Regions from separate parts of the Sus scrofa genome. Here region 2 is linked to region 1. A link is a contact called in public Hi-C data. All regions are on one chromosome and are shown on one strand. The core of a region is the stretch at or near the end of the contact, and the rest is flanking DNA. Distances in the headings are between cores, read along the strand shown.

The links. Hi-C and Micro-C count contacts between places; a contact is called where the count stands out from the background.
Region 2: a contact with region 1 is called in a Hi-C map of omental adipose tissue, with 1.9 times the contacts expected there. The contact joins the enhancer-like site here to the promoter of DPF2 in region 1. A contact is called at or near these places in 6 of 47 Hi-C or Micro-C datasets (epiblast stem cells, mesenteric adipose tissue, omental adipose tissue and 3 more).

Annotation. Positions count from the first base shown.
Region 1 is chr2:6,884,445-6,888,109 of Sscrofa11.1, forward strand. DPF2 (zinc finger protein ubi-d4) reads right to left here and starts at 2,104. Exons shown (of 11, transcript XM_003122537.5): 1 at 1,898-2,104. The coding sequence starts at 1,929.
Region 2 is chr2:7,001,874-7,005,960 of Sscrofa11.1, forward strand. CAPN1 (calpain 1) reads right to left here. Exons shown (of 22, transcript NM_001348784.1): 11 at 2,495-2,673; 12 at 1,611-1,622; 13 at 685-893; 14 at 551-590. It also overlaps the pseudogene LOC102165049. Among named protein-coding and RNA genes, the nearest start is that of SLC22A20, 7.7 kb to the left of the region's middle. Within about 2 kb of position 1,923, at least 11 of the 83 cell types and tissues checked have an H3K27ac peak or open chromatin away from gene starts, as enhancers often do. A contact at or near this core is called in mesenteric adipose tissue, omental adipose tissue and retroperitoneal adipose tissue, where this site is marked.

The DNA.
Region 1 (3,665 bases), core at 854-3,353:
TTTACAGGATGAAAGTCTTCCAACATAAAGACAAAGAATCTCATTACATACAATTTGTTTTTTTCTCTCTCTTTTTTGTCTTTTGTCTTTTTAGGGCCACACATGAGGCATATGGAGGTTCTCAGGCTAGGGGTCTAATCAGAGCTACAGCTGCGGCCCACGCCACAGCCATAGCAATGCAGGATCTGAGCCGAGTGTGTGACCTACACCAAGCTCACGGCAGTGCTGGATCCTTAACCCACTGAGAGAGGCCAGGGATCGAACCCGACACCTCACGGTTCCTAGTCAGATTGGTTTCCACTGCACCAAGACGGGAACTCCTCATTACATATAACTCTTAAATGAAGTCTCAACGAATCTTGAGCTCACAGCTAACAGCTAGGCAAGTCTGACATTCCCCCAGTACAGTAACGTTTCCAAGGTAGAAGCTTTGATTCTTTTTCAAGAAGCATGAAGTCTGTGTAGAACCTTCCCTTACAATGGGACAGGGGGAGTCAACAAAGAGAAAGGCAGGGAAACAAAGAACATCTGAGTCAGGCAGGATAACTATATAAATGGTAGATCAACAGCGTCATTTCTAAATTGAGGGAAATGTCAGCTTGAAGAGAGAGCTGGGGAAACTGGAGTGGGCAGATCAGAGAGAAAGATAATAGTGCTGGGAGGAGGGGTGGTTGAAAGAGGCAGCAGGATGGAGCTGAAAGCAAGTTTAAAAACAACAACAACAACAACAAAAAACCCCCACAAGAACAGAAGGAGAAGGCACTTAGCTTAATGGAAGTGGGAAAGCACTGGCAAAGAAAAGGCTCCAGGCAAGAAGAGGCAGAGCGGCACCGCACCCTTAAAAAGGGGCCCTTGGGGGGCTCAGCCCACCACCAAGACAGAGTTCCCAAACCTTTACCTTGTCATCCAATCAAAATCCCAAAGCCCTAACTGGACAACTAGACACCTCTCAATCTTCCTACCCTTGCACCAAGCCAAATTTACGCATTAAAAAGGAGCTTGCTCTATTCGCCCACGGGGCACGGAGCTGCAAAACTCATTCAGATTCTTCCTCACGGAGGGGGCTGGGTTAAATCAAGTCTCCAAGCATCTTTAACTCACAGCTAACGGGATTCTCCATTTACCGAACAACCATGAACTTTAACTTCGCTCGAAATCTGTCAGCCCAAGAGTATTGCATAGCCGGGCAGCCGGGGCGTCCGGGGCTCTGCATCGGTCCAGTGCCCGCTTTTGGTGGCTGGGATTGGCCGGCACAGAGGCCCTCTCCCCTGAAGTTCTTTCCCCTCAGTACCAGCTCTGCAACAAATTCTCCCCCGGAATATTCTTGGCCTTGGGTACCTGACACTCGAGGACCACCCCACCCCCCCGCCCGCCCGCCCGCCCCGGAACGTCACCGAGCTGTTTAGAACAAAACAGCCCAGCGGGGCTTAACGGCGCGAGGGCTGCGGAGCCTGCTCCCCCAGGGCCGGCTGCGGGCGGCCGATGGGGAGGGGTCGGCGGCGGGGCGTTGCGGGGGCTCCGGCCGCTCCCGGGTCCGCCCTCGGCCCGGCTCCACCGGACTGAGGCGTCTCGGGAGCGAATCCGGGACTGTCTTTCGTAGGCGACCAGGGCGCCATACTCTGGAAACCGTCAGCCCGAAGGGAGCGCCCAGACCGCACAGCCCCTCCGGGAGGCTGCCCGTTAGGGGCTCCCGTGTGCCCCCCTCAGGGCCTCCACAAGTTTCCAAAGAAGAGCAACGTCTCCTCCGGAGTCTCGGGTTGTCCTCCCCACTAGGAGTCGCAACATGGCCTTCCCAGGCAAGGCCCTCTCTCCGCCTCGTCCCTTCCCGCACCGCCCCCTACTCCCAGGCCCCTTACAAGACCTCCCGGCCTAGGAGGAAAAGAAAACGGCCACTCACAGCTTCACTACATTTTCCACCACAGCCGCCATCTTCCCGGCTCCTCTACCTCAGGCCGGGAGGCCCGGAGAGCGCAGCGCGCAGGCGCCGGGACCGCACGGGGAACCAGTTTCCTCGTCCTTCTGCGCAGGCGCCGCCCGGGAGCGCGCCCGAGAGCGAGCTGCCGAGAACGAGCTTGCCTGTTGGGGGCCGGGGAGCCGAGGAACTAGTGCGCAGGCGCAATGGAGACCGAGGCCGGGGCGGCGCGAGGCTCCAGCTCTACCTCCGCTTCTGACGTGTAGGGGAGCGGGAGAAGGGAGGGAACGTGTAACATGGTCCAGAAATGAGAAGGTGAGGGCTTGGTGAAAACTGGCAGGCCCGGAGGTGGTGTAGGTGAAGCTTATGCGTCCTGCTACCTCGCAGACCTTTAACCTCGTGGTTAACCCTTTGCCCTCACTTGCTGGCCAGGGGTTGGTGATAGTAGTAGGGCACAGTCCTCTTGAGCTGCCAAACACGTGCCCATTTTAGGGAAAGAAAAAGCAACTCCCAGAACCTGACGTTCTTTGGCCCGAATATTGGACTGTGACAAATTTGCCCCCATTCCTGCCTTCAGCTTTATCGGCGCCCAACTCTTCTCCCCTGCTTCCTGCTCCTAAGCTCATTCCCTCCACTTAGGCGCCGAAGACTATCCCTCTCTCTTGTGTACCATTCATTTCTGCTTCACTGCTGAATCATGCAAATTCGTTTACAAACATGACTTAAAATCCTCTTTTAAAAAAGCTCATGGGGCCGCACCCGCGGCATATGGAGGTTCCCAGGCTAGGGATCTAATCAAGACCTGCAGCCGCTGGCGTAAGCCCTAGCCACAGCAATGCAGGATCCGAGCCTTGACTGTGACCTACACCACAGATCAGGACAGCGCCAGATCCTTAACCCACTGAGCAAGGCCAGGGATGGAACCCGCAACCTCATGGTTCCTAGTCGGATTCTTTTCCGCTGCGCCGCTACGGCAACTCCTAAACTTTTTGAAATAGAGAGAAAATCATTGTATGTAAATGTAATATTAAATATACATATTAAACATTATTATTTAGCTTTACTCCTTTTTAAATATATTCAGATCCCAGTGGGAAACAGGTGCACAAAGAAGACGGTTCATTACAAAGGGGGTGTTAATGAGTGTAGCTGGGTCTGGAGGGACACCTGGGGGGGGACAGTTGCCTGGGGGTGTGTAGTAGCAGAGAAGTTTGCATCATAAGCCCACAGAAATGCAGGAAGAGGCACCAGTGGGAAAAAGGAACTATCAGGGGAGATTGGTGACCTCCAGTGAGGGCATATCCTGGCTGAGGTGCCCTTGCAGGAAGTGAGACTGAGAAATCCCTCACTCTCCCCCTCCTCCCCATCCTCTGATCTCTTGCTGGGCTCCCATTGGCTGAACCCAACCGGAAACCAAAGCCCAAGGGAACCCATAGATGTTCCTCTACCTAGGTCACCTCCTGGGGAGAGGGTAGGGGAGAGAAGGGTGGGAAGTGGATCTGGAGGGACAAATTCAAATGTTTTTAAATGATTTATATCCTCACATATTAATTTTGAAATATTGCCTATGTCAACTATAGCATTTCCTCAAACTATTTTATTTTATTTTTATTTTTATTTTTTTTGTCTTTTTGCCATTTCTTGGGCCCCTCCCGCGGCATATGGAGGTTCCCAGGCTAGGGGTCTAATTGGAGCTGTAGCCGCAAGCCTACGCCAGAGTCACAGCAACGCAGGATCCGAGCCGCGTCTGCGA
Region 2 (4,087 bases), core at 673-3,172, 120 kb after region 1:
GGCGGGAGAGCAGGTCAGGGGCGCCCCAGCCCGGCCCGGCACGGGCTGCAGCTGGAGGCAGGGCTGGGAGGCCTTCACCTCCCTGAGCCTCACTCTGCTCATCTGTAAAGTGGGAACCCAGCCCCTCTCTTCCCTCTCCATGCGGCCTGCATGTGGAGGGTGAGGTTCAGCCCAGTGATAAAGGGCAAGGCTTTGGATTCCTGCTGTGTGACCTTGGGCAAGTTCCCTAACCTCTCTGAACCTGCGTTTCCCACTGGGTGGGGAGATGGGGGACGACACCCTGACGGGGTTGTTATGAAAGAACCAGGTGACCCAGGTAAAGGGCTCCGCACAGACCTGGCAGAGAGCCAGAGCCCAGGGACCCTGGGCCGTTATTATCACAAAGTCCTTTGCAAACTGTTAAGTGCTGGGCCAATGCGAGATTTGTATTATTCCTCTGGCTCCTGCCAGGAGGGACTGTGCCCCGCCAGCCAGAGATCAGGGGACAGGACACTCGGGTTCCCAGGGTGAGGGAGAGGAGGAGGGTGGCTGCTGGGGGCAGGGCACGTACCTCGTCGGGGAGAATGGCCTGGACCTGGTCGTCCAGCTCTCTGCAGAGGGTGGGGAGACAGAGGGGCTGGTCAGCTGGGGAGCAGGAGGGGCGTGGGGAGGCGGGGGAGTGGGTGGGTTGGGGCCTCTACTCACTGGGTCCCGGCTTTCTTCTCTGAGAAGAAACGCAGCACAAAGTCGCCCTCCTTGTTGGGCTCGAAGGTGGAAGGCACCACCACGTACTCGCCGGGCGGCAGGCGGAAGCGGGTACTGACCTCCCGCAGGTTGATGAACTGCTCGGACCGGGCCCGAGAGGCGTTGGCCAGGAAGAAGTCCCGCTTCAGGTGCACCGGCTGGCCCACCAGCTGGCCGGAGGGGAGGAGGGAATGGGGGCTGCAGCTGCCTGCTCAGCAGCCCACCCTGAGGAGCTGCCCCCAGACCCAGACCCAGACCCCAGGTTCCAAGTTCTGACCAAGGGGCTGCAGAGCTGGCTCACAGCTCAGCCCCCCCACGAGCCGCCTGACCCTGACAAGTCACCCTGCTTCAGTTTCCTCATCTGTAAAATGGGGGTAACAGCCCTGCCTACTGCACACAGTGGAGGTGAATGGACCCCATGAAATAACGCATTATTCAGAGCTGGAGCCTCCCTGTGCCAGGCACTGCAGGGGGGCACCTCATTTAGTGCTCATGACAGCCCATTTTATAGACACTGAGGCTGAGTGCCTAAGCAACTTGCTCAAGGGTCCAGAAGATTCAGCCCATCCACCGCCACGCTCCTCAGCCAGCACTTACTCAGCAGAAACACTGAGACAGGAAGAGCCTTGCGGGTATGTGGTGTTCTGAGTACCAGGGTTCAAATCCAGCTCCCTTACCTACTACCTGCTCTGACCCCCAGGAGGACAATCTTTGCTCTGCCCACTGAAGAGTGGGCAGGGGCATGGGGGTACTTTGTGAGCCATAAAACGAAGTGACTTCTCAGCGCTTTATGTGTGGGCTTGCCGCAGTCCTGCCCGCTCTGAGCACCATCGGGCCAGGTGCGTTCAAAGGTGTGTAAATCCAGGTGAGTCAGATGGCACACCTACCTCCGGAGGGACCTGTCAGGAGAGACGAGGAAAGTTAGATGTTTGCTTTGCCCAGGGCAGGGGGCAGGGCGTGTGCTGGGCAGGGCCTCTGAATTCTCAGGATGAGAGTCATGGGATAAGGGGACCAGGTGATGGGGTCCTGGTCGTGGGGCCAGGGTTGACCCAGACCTGTTTTCATGCTAGAGAAAAGTCCCAGGACCCCAGAAGAGAGGCCCACGAAGGGTCCTCTTTGTCCCTGGAATGTCCCGTACCTCAGCTCTCAATCAGAGCTGGACTTCGGAGAGGCCCCCGGGCAGCCACCTGCCACGTCCTCCAGCCCAGGGACATCTGCTGCCAGGGCCTCAGGGCCTGGGCCAAGGCCGTGGCCATCCTTTATCCCCAGGGAGGTCAAGAAGTTTCTGCCTGGGACATAGCCCGTGAAGGAGGGCCCTCCATGGCCAGCCTCTGCTTACATACTTCCAAGACAGGGAGCTCACCACTCCTCCAGGGCAGACCACTTGCCCACTTCTTCCTAAAGCTCAGCCAAAGTCTGTCTGCCAGAAGCTGCCTCCCAGGTGTCAGCTAAGCCAGAGCCCACTGACCAAGGGTACCCTTTTGGCCTCTAAGGATGGGAGGAATCCCAGAATCTTCCCTTCTTCCAGCCAAGCATCTTCCTTCCCCTCCAGCCGCCTCACCGGATGCATTTTAGGACCCTGGCTGCCCCAATCTTGGCAGAGGGCCTCAGCAGGTGCCTCCCCAAGCCCTGGGACAGGGCTGCCCACCTCAGGAGCTCAGGATGGGCAGGTGCTGCCATGTTCTCTGGCGCCCCCTGGCGGAGCTCGCTTGTGGTGGGCGAGGAGGCGGGCTTTCTCGGCAGTGTTGGCTGGATCCATCCAGCCGCTCACCTCATAGACGGCAAAGCCGATGGTCTCCATGTCCCGGCCGAATCGGCGCTCCCGGCGGCGGTGTTTCTGCATGAGGGCGAGCACGAAGCTGCAGCCTGACTCACGGCCCCCGTAGTCGTCCTCTGGGTCATCCGTCTCCTCCAGCCGGATCTTGAACTGGGGGTTCACCCAGAAGGTGGCTGCAGAAGGTGGGGAAGCAGGGATCAGAGGAGTGGCCAGGCAGCCCCCGACCAAATCTTCCCCCCCATGTGTCTACTCATTCATTCATTCATTCATTCATTCAACAACTATTACTAAGAGTCCACTGTGTGCCAAGTGACAGATAAGGAGTGGGGACACACATGGTCCCTGCCCTCATGAGCTCACATGCCACAAGGGGAGGCAGAATCTGAGCAAGTCAGGTGAATCAACAATCACAACGAGGAGTGTCCGTTGTGGCGCAGCGGAAACATATCTGACTAGCATCCATGAGGATGCAGGTTCGATCCCTGGCCTCGCTCAGTGGGTTAAGGATCCAATATTGCCGTGAGCTGTGGTGTAGGTCGCAGATGTGGCTCCAATCCTGTGTGGCTGTGGCTCTGGCGTAGGCCGGCAGCTGTAGCTCCAATTCGACCCCTAGCTTGGGAACCTCCATATGCCACAGGTGCGGCCCTAAAAAGACGGAAAAAAAAAAACCAATTACAAAGAAAGCAAGCTGGAGTGGGGCAGGAAAAGCATTTTTGAGGAGATGACATTTGAGCTGAGACCTGAAGGGGAAATCCCTGGGAAGCAGGAGCAGGAGAGAAGACCCACACATGGGGCTCCAGTGAGCACGGGCGACCAGGGAAGTGGCACGAAGTGTGGGTTGAATCAAAGAGCAAAAGGAGCCCCTATCAGGACTGCACGGGGGAGGGATGTGACTGGATTAAGGTTATATTTATTTATTTATTTTCTGTCTTTTTTTTTTTTTTTTTTTTTAGGGCCACACCCTCGGCATATGGCAATTCCCAGGCTGGGATGGAATTGGAGCTGTGGCACAGTAATGGATTGAACCCATGTGCCCTCACGGATGCTAGTCAGGTTCATTAACCCATGAGCCACAACAGGAACTCCTGGATTGAAGTTTTAGAAGGGGGCTGCTGTGTGGACAATGGCTGAGGAGGGGGGGAAGGAGCACAGGGTCTGAGAGGAGGCCTGAGAGGGACTTGCAGATCTGGCAGTTTAGTGATTCAGCTGCGGAACAACCCTCTTGACTAAAACAAACAATTGCTAGACAGAATATGCAAAACTTTTTAAAATTTTTTTCCTTTTTAGGGCCGCTCCCACGGCATATAGAGGTCCCCAGGCTAGGGGGTCAAATCGGAGCTGCAGCTGTTGGCCTACACCAGAGCCACAGCAACGCAGGATCCAAACTTTATCTGCGGCCTAGGTGCAGCTTTTGGCAATGCCAGATCCTTAACCCACTGAGCAAGGCCAGGGATGGAACCTGCATCCTCAGGGATGCTATGTCAGGTCCTTACCCTGGAGACCCACCACAGGCACTCCAAGGATGGGCAATGGATGCTTAGATACGACACCAAAAGCATGAGCAACAAAAGAGAAAACAGAAAACTG